Linked DNA regions of Gossypium hirsutum: all the other regions are linked to region 1. Evidence: chromatin contacts called from public Hi-C data. All regions are on one chromosome and are shown on one strand. Each heading gives the region's core, a stretch centred on a gene start, on an enhancer-like site or on the middle of the called end of the contact. The rest is flanking DNA. Distances are from core to core; before and after follow the strand shown. Region 1 holds the start of LOC107933439 (stearoyl-[acyl-carrier-protein] 9-desaturase 6, chloroplastic). Region 2 holds the start of LOC107934027 (villin-2). Region 3 holds the start of LOC107934030 (thioredoxin reductase NTRC).

Region 1 (3,493 bases), core at 479-2,978:
ATTAACCAGCAGCAGGCAAGTATTCAAAGAAGAGAAGATGGCAGCAGCTTAAAAGAAAAAAAGAAGAAGAAAAGATTGGGACTGGGGAATGCAAAAAAAACCAAGCACATGTTTTGGTACAGCTACAGCTACAACATAATCTCCCTATTGAAAATCCAACTAAACTTGACCCCATGAGGCCCAATCTTCTTAGCCCTGTCTTCAGCTCTCTCCTGCAACTTCCTAATCCTCGGCGCTAACCCACATACAAAATCCTGGGCTCTCCTACCTTCCCCCGTCAACCCCTCCATTTTCTCCAAACCCCACCGTTCTATCAACGCCTCCAATATATCTGCATAATCATCCGCCGTGTACACTCCCAACCGCTGCGCCACCGCCGAGAAGTGCTCAAACAGCCTTGGGTCTTCCCCGTCATACATCAAATGTGCAGGCATTGTTATCTTTTTCTTCATCATATCCGCGATCGCTAGCATTGCTCCCGTTGGGTCTACTTGGAGTAGCTTCTCAATGATCTTTGAGTAGGCTAGCTCATGCCGCTTCTCGTCTGCTGCGATGGTGCCGCAGATGCGTGCCAGGACTGGGTCCCCACCTTCCTTGGCTAACCGTGCCGTGTTGCCGTGGGACACGGACGTGGCTCGCTCCTGGAATGAAGTGTACACGAAACCCAAGTATGGGTTGTTTTCGGTTCCAGGATCCTGTCAAACCAAAACAAATGTATGGATGTCACATTCGTTACTTTTTCTCACTTACAATTCATCAAACATCTGTGCTTCTTGATTAGTAGCATTAGGGTATTTGAGTGCAAATTGTGGTGTTTTCAGATTCATTTCTTTATTGAAGATTAAATGGTGAATATCCTGAAATTGCAATGCAGTGTACCAATTAATTTGCATAATAACATTGCCAATACTCCAAGAATGATTCAGAACAGATGAATTTAATCTAAAACGTGTATGAAGATTGAAATTATTGAAAAAGAAACTCACCATGCCAGATCCAATCAGATACTGCACAGTCCTCTCGATCATAAGCATATCAACCCTCCCAGACAAATACAAGAAAGTCTTCAATAAATCCCCATGCCTGTTTTCCTCAGCAGTCCAAGCCCGAGTCCAAATTGCCCAGGGGCTGGAGCTAGCCCCAGTGTCATCCCTCACCCCATCAAGTGTATTGATCATGGTCTGGTACGTTGGCAAGGCTTCCTCCGTAATCATATCCCCCACCAACACCACGAAATACTCGTCCGGCAGATCCGCAGTGCGTTGTCTCAGGGCCTTCACTTGCTCGTTGAACTCTCCCAACGGCAATGCAGGGTCAGGTAAGAATGTCTGGGGTTGCCAACACTCTTTCACAGGTTTGAGCAGCGGTAACACATTTTGGGTAGCCCAGGTTTCTAGTGACTTGAAAATCTCTTGCTTTTCAGGTGGCATTGAGTGGGTTTTTTGAGGTTTTGGTGGAGCTGCCGCCACGGCAGAGATAGGGGAGAATCTGACGGTGGAGTTTGGTGGAGGGATGTGGCGGCAGTGGACACCTGGGATCCTCCAAGGCAGAGTTTTGGTAGAGACTAGGCTGTGTGTGAATTGCATGGTGGCAGTGTAGTTGAGTCAGTGTCTCAAGAATTTTTGCTACTATGGCTAGCAATACTGCAATATTATATATAGATCTGAAGAAAGAATATTTGACCCAGTCCTTTACTTTAATTGCAGTGGTGCCATTTAGGACTTCATTTTCATCAGTTTGTGAAAATGATTTTTCTTTTAAAAAAAAAATGGTTTAGATTAAAGTAGATTTAGCAACTTTGTGGAATTTAGGGTATGTTTTGTTGCTTAAGGAATTCGTTTCAAATAAGAGTAGATGACCAAATTTTCATCATTCTGATTTTTATTTTTTTTACAATTATTTTGTTATAGGAACCATTAATTACTTGTGAGAAAAGATTATCTCTTTTTTTATTTTTTATTTACTTCAACAGAGAGAGAAAAGGGTATGATAGTAAACTAGGAAAAAGAAAGGAAAGGAAGGTGGGGAGGGTGGAGAAATTAAAAACAAGGGGTGCGCTGCAGTGGTTTTTTGTGGAGAAGGGGAGGGGATGCGTTAGTAAACGTAAAATATTTCTGTGGGTTGTAAATACCGAAGTTTGGAGAGTTTGGTGGGCTGTGTTTTTGAAAAAGCTAAAATTAATTGACAGCCGATGCCATTTGTCATTTATTTGTTTTTTTAAATACTAAAGCCAAATGCCGATCCAATCTCGATTTTAAAGTGCTCTGATTTTGTGGTCAAAACGTAACTCAGCTCTCTTTGCTTCTATTTTATTCTTTCATTTCCTCCTAAATCTCATACCACCAAATATATATAATATTATATTAAAGTGGATGAAAAAAGATTATTAAATTAAGGGCAAATTTTAAAATAGTCCATTTTGTTTGCCTCATGTTTCATTTTAGTCACTTATGTTTGAAATGTTACATTTTAGTCACTTATATTATCGTGTTGTAACATTTTAGTCACTGAGCAATTAATTGTCGTCAACAGTGTAATGGTAAGCTAATGTGGCACGTTAAATCATCATTTCAAATGAAAATTTTAGGTTAAATTATACAATTGTTCTCTATATTTTTTTCATTTTGAGTAATTGAATTTTTTTCTTTTATATTCTTTTAAATTTTCTTTTTTTTTCATTCTCTTTTGTGTCTTTTCCTCCCTTCTCCATTTCTTTTAATATAATTTTTCTATGTTTTTAATTTGTTAGAACTAGTCTCTATAATTTTATTTTTTTTTGAATAATTTAAATTTATTATTTTTATTATTATTATTTTCCTTTTCTTCTTCCCCTTTATTTTTCTCTCTTTTTATATTCTTCACTACAAAAATATAATCTTTTCCCACCAAATAAACCAAGTCATTGTTTCTTTCACATTATTCCTAGATTGAATTTCACTCAAAACTTAATACCAATTATTCTTAATCAAATCTCGATTTGAATATAACTTAATTTTGAAACTAAAATTGGATCTAACTAATCAATATAAAAAAATCATATCATTAATCAAATCTAAACATAAATTGAATTCTTTATATTCAAAACAATTTTTCTTCGTTTCCAAATTTTTACAGAATTGTGTAGATTATTCATTACTTTTTTTTTACGAATAAAATTAAGCAAATGATAAAATTGATCTAAACCTTCTTGGATTTTCCCAAGCAAGCTTAATTGGAAGTCGAGCATGGATGAACCAAAGAGAAAAAGGGAGCATGGAACCAAATTGGTTTGGGTAAAGTTGAGGGTAAGTCTTGTATGGTGGTTGTTTCAATCATTGAAAGTGTAGAGCTTGTTTAAAGAATTCGTGAAACAACGTAATTTCAAAAATGTTGTAGGTAAGATAGATAAGGTGGTCGTGGGGGTTGATTAAGAGGTTGAGGGAACGGGCTCAATAAATTTTGTTGAGAGTGGATTGCCATAAGTCACAACTGGCAAGGTCTTTGATTGAGCTGA
Region 2 (3,493 bases), core at 580-3,079, 720 kb before region 1:
TTGATCCACATGAGAAAGAAACTCCCTTCGAGATTGATGCACTAAAATTTATATCATCCATCCATCAAAGCCACATATCATGGTGCTCTCAAAAGCAGATCTACTTGTCCACTCAAAATGATCTATGAATTATTAAATCTACTAGAACTAATTGCATCTTCAGTTGCTACTGATAAATACCTATCCTAAGGCTAAAACTTAGCGAATCATAGTCTTAAAACTAGAGATGAGAAAAAGTAAACTCTTCCACAAAGTTGATCTCTTACTAAAAACTATACATGTTGCACCACTATATGAAGGTTTAGGAGCAACTTTTCAGTTCTAAAAAAACCAAAAGTGTTCAGTCCATGCATCTTGGATTGCAGAATTTAAAAAATTCATGATGAAGTTCACATAATTGGCTAGAGATCTCCAATCAGCATTCTTACTTGAAGTGAAAATAATCATATATTCCATACATGGACAGATTTGCCAACTCGACATGTTTCGGAAATTAATAACTTCTATTCTTCTGGCCAAAAAAACTAATTGAGATAAACAACTACTCTTTAAACCGATCATCCTGTCATTTTCATAAATATAAGAAAACACTTTTAAACATGCCCAATCAAGCCTTTGGTTATAGTTCTTCAACGCGCTTAGGAGAATACCCTCTTCAATAGTACTCAAATATCGGCATGGTAAAAACCAACCAACACTAAGCACTGTAAGGAAAGCAAAACTGTTCAATTTGATCACGCATATAAACCAAAGGTACCAGAGCAGCAAAGGATCTTAGCACTAGTGTCATTGATAAGCAAACCAAGCAGCACTTAACTAGAGCAATCAAGGGATTAAAAGGCAGAAGTTGACGAAGTCAACAACCATTCAAAATTTGGCTCAGAGCTAAGATCTTTTAATCTCTAATGCTCAATTACAATAACAAATTAAATCATTTCCATAGTTGCTGTCATTAAACTGAATCCAGATTTCATTGCACTTGCAAATTGCAATAGATAGTTGAAGAACAGATTTAAAAAGCAGAAACAAACAAAAACAATCATGATCAAGTCGGACAAAAATAAAACAGAGAACAATATGAAAATCTGACATCACATCAGCATTAAACAAGCAAATCAAAGAAGAAAGAAACAAAAGGAATTAAAAGTAAGACAAGATCAAGCATACCCAGGTCAACAAACATCAAACAAAGACGACAAAAAGAGGAGATCCAAAGGAGTTAAAGCCCAGAAAAACTATCAAAGCAAAACGGTCTTTCCCTTGATCATAACATGTCAGAAAAGGAGACAGAAAACAGAAATATATGATGATCAAAGAAGAAGCAAAAAGGGTACCTTGAGTTTGAGAGAGAGAGAGAGATCTTTGAGGTTGAAGAAGGGAAGGGAAACAGCTAAGCTAAGCTGGCAAATTAAAGGGAGGAACGAAAAGGGAAGAAAATACTGGGAAAGAAAAAGCGAATTATTGCAGTGGTATGTATGTATGTATAGGGTGAAGTGTCTCCCTCTAACTTTATCTCTATATTTTTTGAGTTTTTATTATTTTTTCTTGTCTTTTGAGATTTGCAAATTGAGAGGTGGAGAGGGGAAAAAATGAATGAATTAATGATGGTGAACGGACGGCAGAAGAATTTTTTTTTTCTTTTTTCGCTTTGGTCTTGTCTTGGTTTTAGTCTTAACGAATTTTCGTAAGGAAAGCAAAAAGACGTAAAAATGTAAGGCTCCGGCCAGGTTGGACTTTCTCTTTCCACTCTATTTTTTTCTCTTTTTACCAATTAACACTACAACTCTTTATTTACTTTTCCTCTTGATTTTGGAAAAAAGAAATGTTTGTAATACAAAATTTTGGACAAAACAAAAACCGCACATTTAGAAACAGTATGTCCTAACCCTAGAATTTTGTCTAAGTTGTTCAGACTCCTATTATTATGATTAAAAAATAAAAATTTTATAACAATAAATTTATCAAATAAGAGTACAAAAACCATTTAATGTAATAAGCCCTTTTTTATAAAAATAGTTTTAAAAAATTAATTAAATACAAAAATTAGGTGAAAAACAATTTAATTACGAAAATAAGGTGTTTATTACAATATTTCTTAGTGTCACAAATATATTGGCGAAACCATCTACTTTTTGTCTAATCATGCAACAATTATGTGTTTTTTAAAAAATATATATTTTATTAGTGTCGTAACTGTGCCAGTCGAAACCAGTATGTATTTTAAAAATATCAATGAAAAAACAGGTATAAATGGTGAAAGAAAAATCAAAAAAAAATTATTGGTGCCAGCAATATGTCAAGCTGCACCGCTTTAATTAAAAAAATAGCTTGTCAAAAAAAACAGCTGAAACAAAAAAAATATTTTTTATTGGTGTTGTTGTTGTATTAGGCGACACCATTTTAATTTAAAAAAAACAAATTGACTGTTAGGAAAAAAAACAGCTGAAGTGACAAAAAGTGGTTGACGCCATATGGTGTCGTCGGCATGTCAAGCGGCACCAGTTTGAAAATCTAGGTCCCGCAATGCTATCAGGCGACACCAACCCTCTATATAAAGCCCCATCCCCTGGCTAAAATATTGTGTCCATCTATTTAAAAGAAAAAAAAAGAAAATTTATGTTTAACAAAATGGGAGATAATAGGAAAAAATAAAGAGAAAAAATTGTTTAGCAATATGAGAGTGAGAGAAAAATTATTTTAACAAATCGGGAAAAAAAAGAGCTCTTAGAAATCAAAATTGAAGATCAACATATTAGCTTTCATTTTAGCCTTAAAAAATCAAATTCAAGTTTATAAGGTTAGTTTTTAATTATTTTTATGTAACTATATTTTATTTTATTTTGATAATTAGCAATATGAAATGCAAGTTATACTATTTGATAAAAAGTATTTTTCTTGCTATAAAATCGTATGAATTATTTAAAAGGAATTAATATATATTTAATTTATTTTACAAATTTAGTTTCGAAATGAATAACCAATTCTTTGTATACATTCATTTCGGCGGGGTAATTTTACAAATAGCAGTTAGTTGTATGAATCTTGCCATCAAATAGGAATAAGGTTTAACAAGAACATAAAAGTTGATGATATGAAACAAAAGATTAGTGCAAAAATTGGTCGACGTTGTGGAAGGAGGATGTCCAGACTATTCTACAAATTTCCAGTTTCGTCAAATCCATGCAAATATTGAGAGATGGAACTTGTAGATGATGATGTCGTGGAGACTATTATCACACTTTATTGTTCACCTAGGAAATCTGAACCACTTGAGCTGTTCATTGAGTTAGAAGATGTTGAGCCTATTCAAAATGCCACTCCATTAAATTAATAATATGAAGTTGAAAACCCGTGTATGGAGGTTCTGAGAGCATTTTTCGATAGGCGATCGTCTGTACACGAGTTTGACTTTGATCTGGATGTTAGATGGGTAAAACCATGCGATTATAGAGTGACATTTTGATTGTGTATAACAACCCTAATCCGGGCCCCG
Region 3 (3,493 bases), core at 696-3,195, 540 kb before region 1:
TGGTCTAGAAAAGTCGAGAAAACAGATTCGGGAGTCGGTTACGTACGAGGAAGGGTTAGCACCCTCGTAATGCCCAAAAATTGGTACCTAATTGATTATCAAGTGTCTTTAATGTCGAAAATTTGAAAGTTTTAAGATGCAAACCTCTTTTAATTAGAATGTCTCAATTTTGAAAACTAAGGCTTACTTATTTCAAACGAGTCAAAACATCACATCCAGTAAGTTAGGACGCAACATTTTAAACCTTCGAAACTAAGCTCGTCTTTCGAAAATTTCTATCTCGAAACAACAAAACGCCATATCCAGTAAGTTAGGACACTATGTTTTGAAATCTCGAAATAATTGTTTAAGTTTTGAAAACTCAAAATCACTTAGAAGGGTGCTTGACTATTCGAATTCAACGAGAAAAATCGCAACCCAGTAAGTTAGGGCACTACCCTTCTCGAAGTTTCCAAACATCAAGCATTGCCTTTTATTATTTTTAAAAAAAACCTTGGAATATTATTTTAAATGACGTTTTAGGATGACATATTAATGAATCATGAAGCATAGATGTACAAAATATTCTAACATTTCCATACAAACATAAATAATATCATTAAGACAAAACTAAATAACATGAACATACGTTTAATGAAAAAAATTATACTAGGGTAAATATAAGATAATAAACAAATAGAAACATGAGTAAACTAAAAGAAAAACATAATACATGCAAAAATTATACAACAATATATATCATAAAATAGCACATAAAAGAAATAATTAAACATAGTATATAAAAAAATGAAACTATGCTCAAATAAGATAAATGACATACACTAAAAAAATGAATAAATAGAACATTTACAAATTATAAAAATATAATGCAATAGTTCAAAATACATAAAATGATAATATAATATATATACATGCATAGAAAATATATATTTGAAAAAAAACTATATAAAATGTTAAATATTATAATATATAAAATACATAATCAAATGTATAAAAGATAGGAATAAATATACATATTTGAAAAATGAAGAAATTAAAATAAAAAAAGGGTTGAAAAACTAAGATAGACGAAGAATAAAATAAGAACAAACCACAGAGAGTAAGAACGCAAGAGGGAGAGAAATTTGAGTGAATGCTCTAAAGAATTCTTATTATTTTCCAAAACTCAAGTGATTTACAATGAAGGGAGAGACCTCTATTTATAGTTGAGTCTCCCTAAATCCAACGGTACAGATCAATTACATCAACGGTTAAGATTAAAGGATATCTACAAATTAAATCTCTAAGATTACAAGATCATATCTTCAAGATTGCATATCATATCTAAGATTGCATATCATATCTAAGATTGTATCATATCTAAGATTGCATATCATATCTAAGATTATATATCCTTAAAGATTATATTTCCGTATGAGTCAAGCTTATAGATGGACCTTAAATCTTTTCAAGTAATAGGCCATTTTGATTGGGCCAAATTATATGTTTGTAATTTTGTACTGAACTTGAACTTTTTTTTTGAACTTATTTCTGGGCCCGGGCAAAATTGAGTGTCTACATTAAGATGACAAGAATTTGAGAGAAATTGAATGAAAAATTGAGAATAAAATAGTTGAGAGAATTGAGTGAATAAATGAATAGGATTGTGAGAATTGAATATATAGCAAATATAGAAAAAAATTTCTAGTTGTTTGAAAAAAAAACCACTAAAAATTAGCCTTTAAATTTTTTTGACTGTTACAAAAAGTTATCGATGGACTTGTTTTCTATTTTTCACTCCAAAATTAAAATATTTCACAATTTAAAGAAAAACGACCTAATAGATAATTAAAACTTAAAATCAGCGTTTTTGCTAATTAACCCGAGTTTAAAAGTAGATAAAAAAATTGCAGAGAAATTTAGAGGTTTATTTTATTTTATTTTTTGTGAAGTACGCAAGGGAAATGCAAAACAGGAAGAATAAAATATAAATAGTGATAAATAGTACGGGAAAAAAGAAGAAAATGAAAAGGAAAAAAAAGTAGGGTCCTTATCTGGAAGGCATGAGGCTAGAGATAGATAACCTGGAACTCCTCTTCTTAAGACAAAACTGGATTGGTTTTGGGTTTGGTTTCTTTTTCTTACAATTATTTTTGTATGGTCTGAAATCCAATGGCTGTTTCTCCCAACATACGAATCAGTATCCCACTCCCTTCCACTCCTTCTACCTACCACCGTCTTCCTATGTCCACTCTCTCCTACCCTTTCTTCTTCTTCTACTCTTCCCCTCCACGCGCACTCCGTTTCCACTCTCCTCCCACGCGCCATCGCCCCCTCTCTCTCCGCCCCAAGGCCTCCGTCGAAACCCCCGCTGCTTCAGGTCTCTCTCACTTACTTCCCTTTTTTTTTTCCTTCTGTATTCAAATGGTGACTCACTGCCAGCTTTATTTATGTATATATTTAGTTAGAATAATTGTATTGCCAAGTTTTTCTTTTTAAATTAATCCCATTTCAAGCTAGCATGAAAAACATTGCGGTTTTTCTTCTTCTTTTCAAATAAATTGTTAAGGAGCATGTGGCATTCTATGTGATTTTCATTCATCAAAACCGTTGATGGTTGTACTAAAATAAATATTTATCATTTAATTTTCATATATGATAATAGTTTTCTTTCCTTTTTGCAGCAATGTGAATACTGACTGAAACTGAAATATGCTGAGTGACGCATGCAGTAATTGATAAATAGAATCTTTTCTATTTATGTTGGTTGTTGCTTTTATTTTATTTTACTTTCCGTAAAACAATCAAGTGTTTGGATAAATGGAAATAATATATATATTTAAAATTAAAACATTAATTTTGTGAGTGGCAAAATACGTGATATTTAACTCTATGGGGAAAAATATGTATATTTGGATGTGTACCATTTACTTATTGTATATAAAATAAGTTGAATTTTTATGGTTGATGTCTTTGCTTTTTGCTTTAAGATTTTTTTAATGAAAAGTGCAATAAGGAAAAAAGAAAAAACAACGCAAAAATTTTGGAATATATTTTTATGAATATTTAGTTCGTATATATAAACCACTCTGTATTGTAAATATATACTAAATGTTTTAATCGGCCCCAAAATCAAATAGCAAGGTTCGCCACCTGAAAAAAAAAAGAAATGAAAACGAAATATAAATAAATAAAAGCAAACAGACCATCCAGGGCCTAAGAAAGCGAAAAGCAATTGATGACACTAATAATCAAATAGAGTTTTAAGTTTACCACAAGTATAATTTGTGAAATGGCATCCATGTTATCAACTATTGGCATTATATTAATTGCAAAATTACTTCCTAATCTCATAATATTAATATCTATGTATATCATACAACATTTACTCATGTCATATTAACTTCTATTTGAGCTAGGTTATAGGCAGGTCCAGAGTTATGTTTTCCTTCATGTTTATAGCCAAGTTACATTGAGAGCATGAGTAATGCTTCTGTGTTTCTTCTTGCAGGTA

The links. Hi-C and Micro-C count contacts between places; a contact is called where the count stands out from the background.
Region 2: a contact with region 1 is called in a Hi-C map of leaf, with 3 times the contacts expected there. The contact joins the promoter of LOC107934027 here to the promoter of LOC107933439 in region 1. A contact is called at or near these places in 3 of 34 Hi-C or Micro-C datasets (leaf and petal).
Region 3: a contact with region 1 is called in a Hi-C map of leaf, with 5 times the contacts expected there. The contact joins the promoter of LOC107934030 here to the promoter of LOC107933439 in region 1. A contact is called at or near these places in 3 of 34 Hi-C or Micro-C datasets (all in leaf).

What each region holds. Positions count from the first base shown.
Region 1 is chrA02:74,760,357-74,763,849 of Gossypium_hirsutum_v2.1, forward strand. It overlaps LOC107933439 (stearoyl-[acyl-carrier-protein] 9-desaturase 6, chloroplastic), which reads right to left and starts at 1,729. Exons shown (of 2, transcript XM_041082530.1): 1 at 987-1,729; 2 at 90-695. The coding sequence starts at 1,586. The coding sequence ends at 129.
Region 2 is chrA02:74,044,046-74,047,538 of Gossypium_hirsutum_v2.1, forward strand. LOC107934027 (villin-2) reads right to left here and starts at 1,830. Exons shown (of 24, transcript XM_016866361.2): 1 at 1,335-1,830.
Region 3 is chrA02:74,218,259-74,221,751 of Gossypium_hirsutum_v2.1, forward strand. It overlaps LOC107934030 (thioredoxin reductase NTRC), which reads left to right and starts at 1,946. Exons shown (of 10, transcript XM_016866364.2): 1 at 1,946-2,359; 2 at 3,491-3,493. The coding sequence starts at 2,152.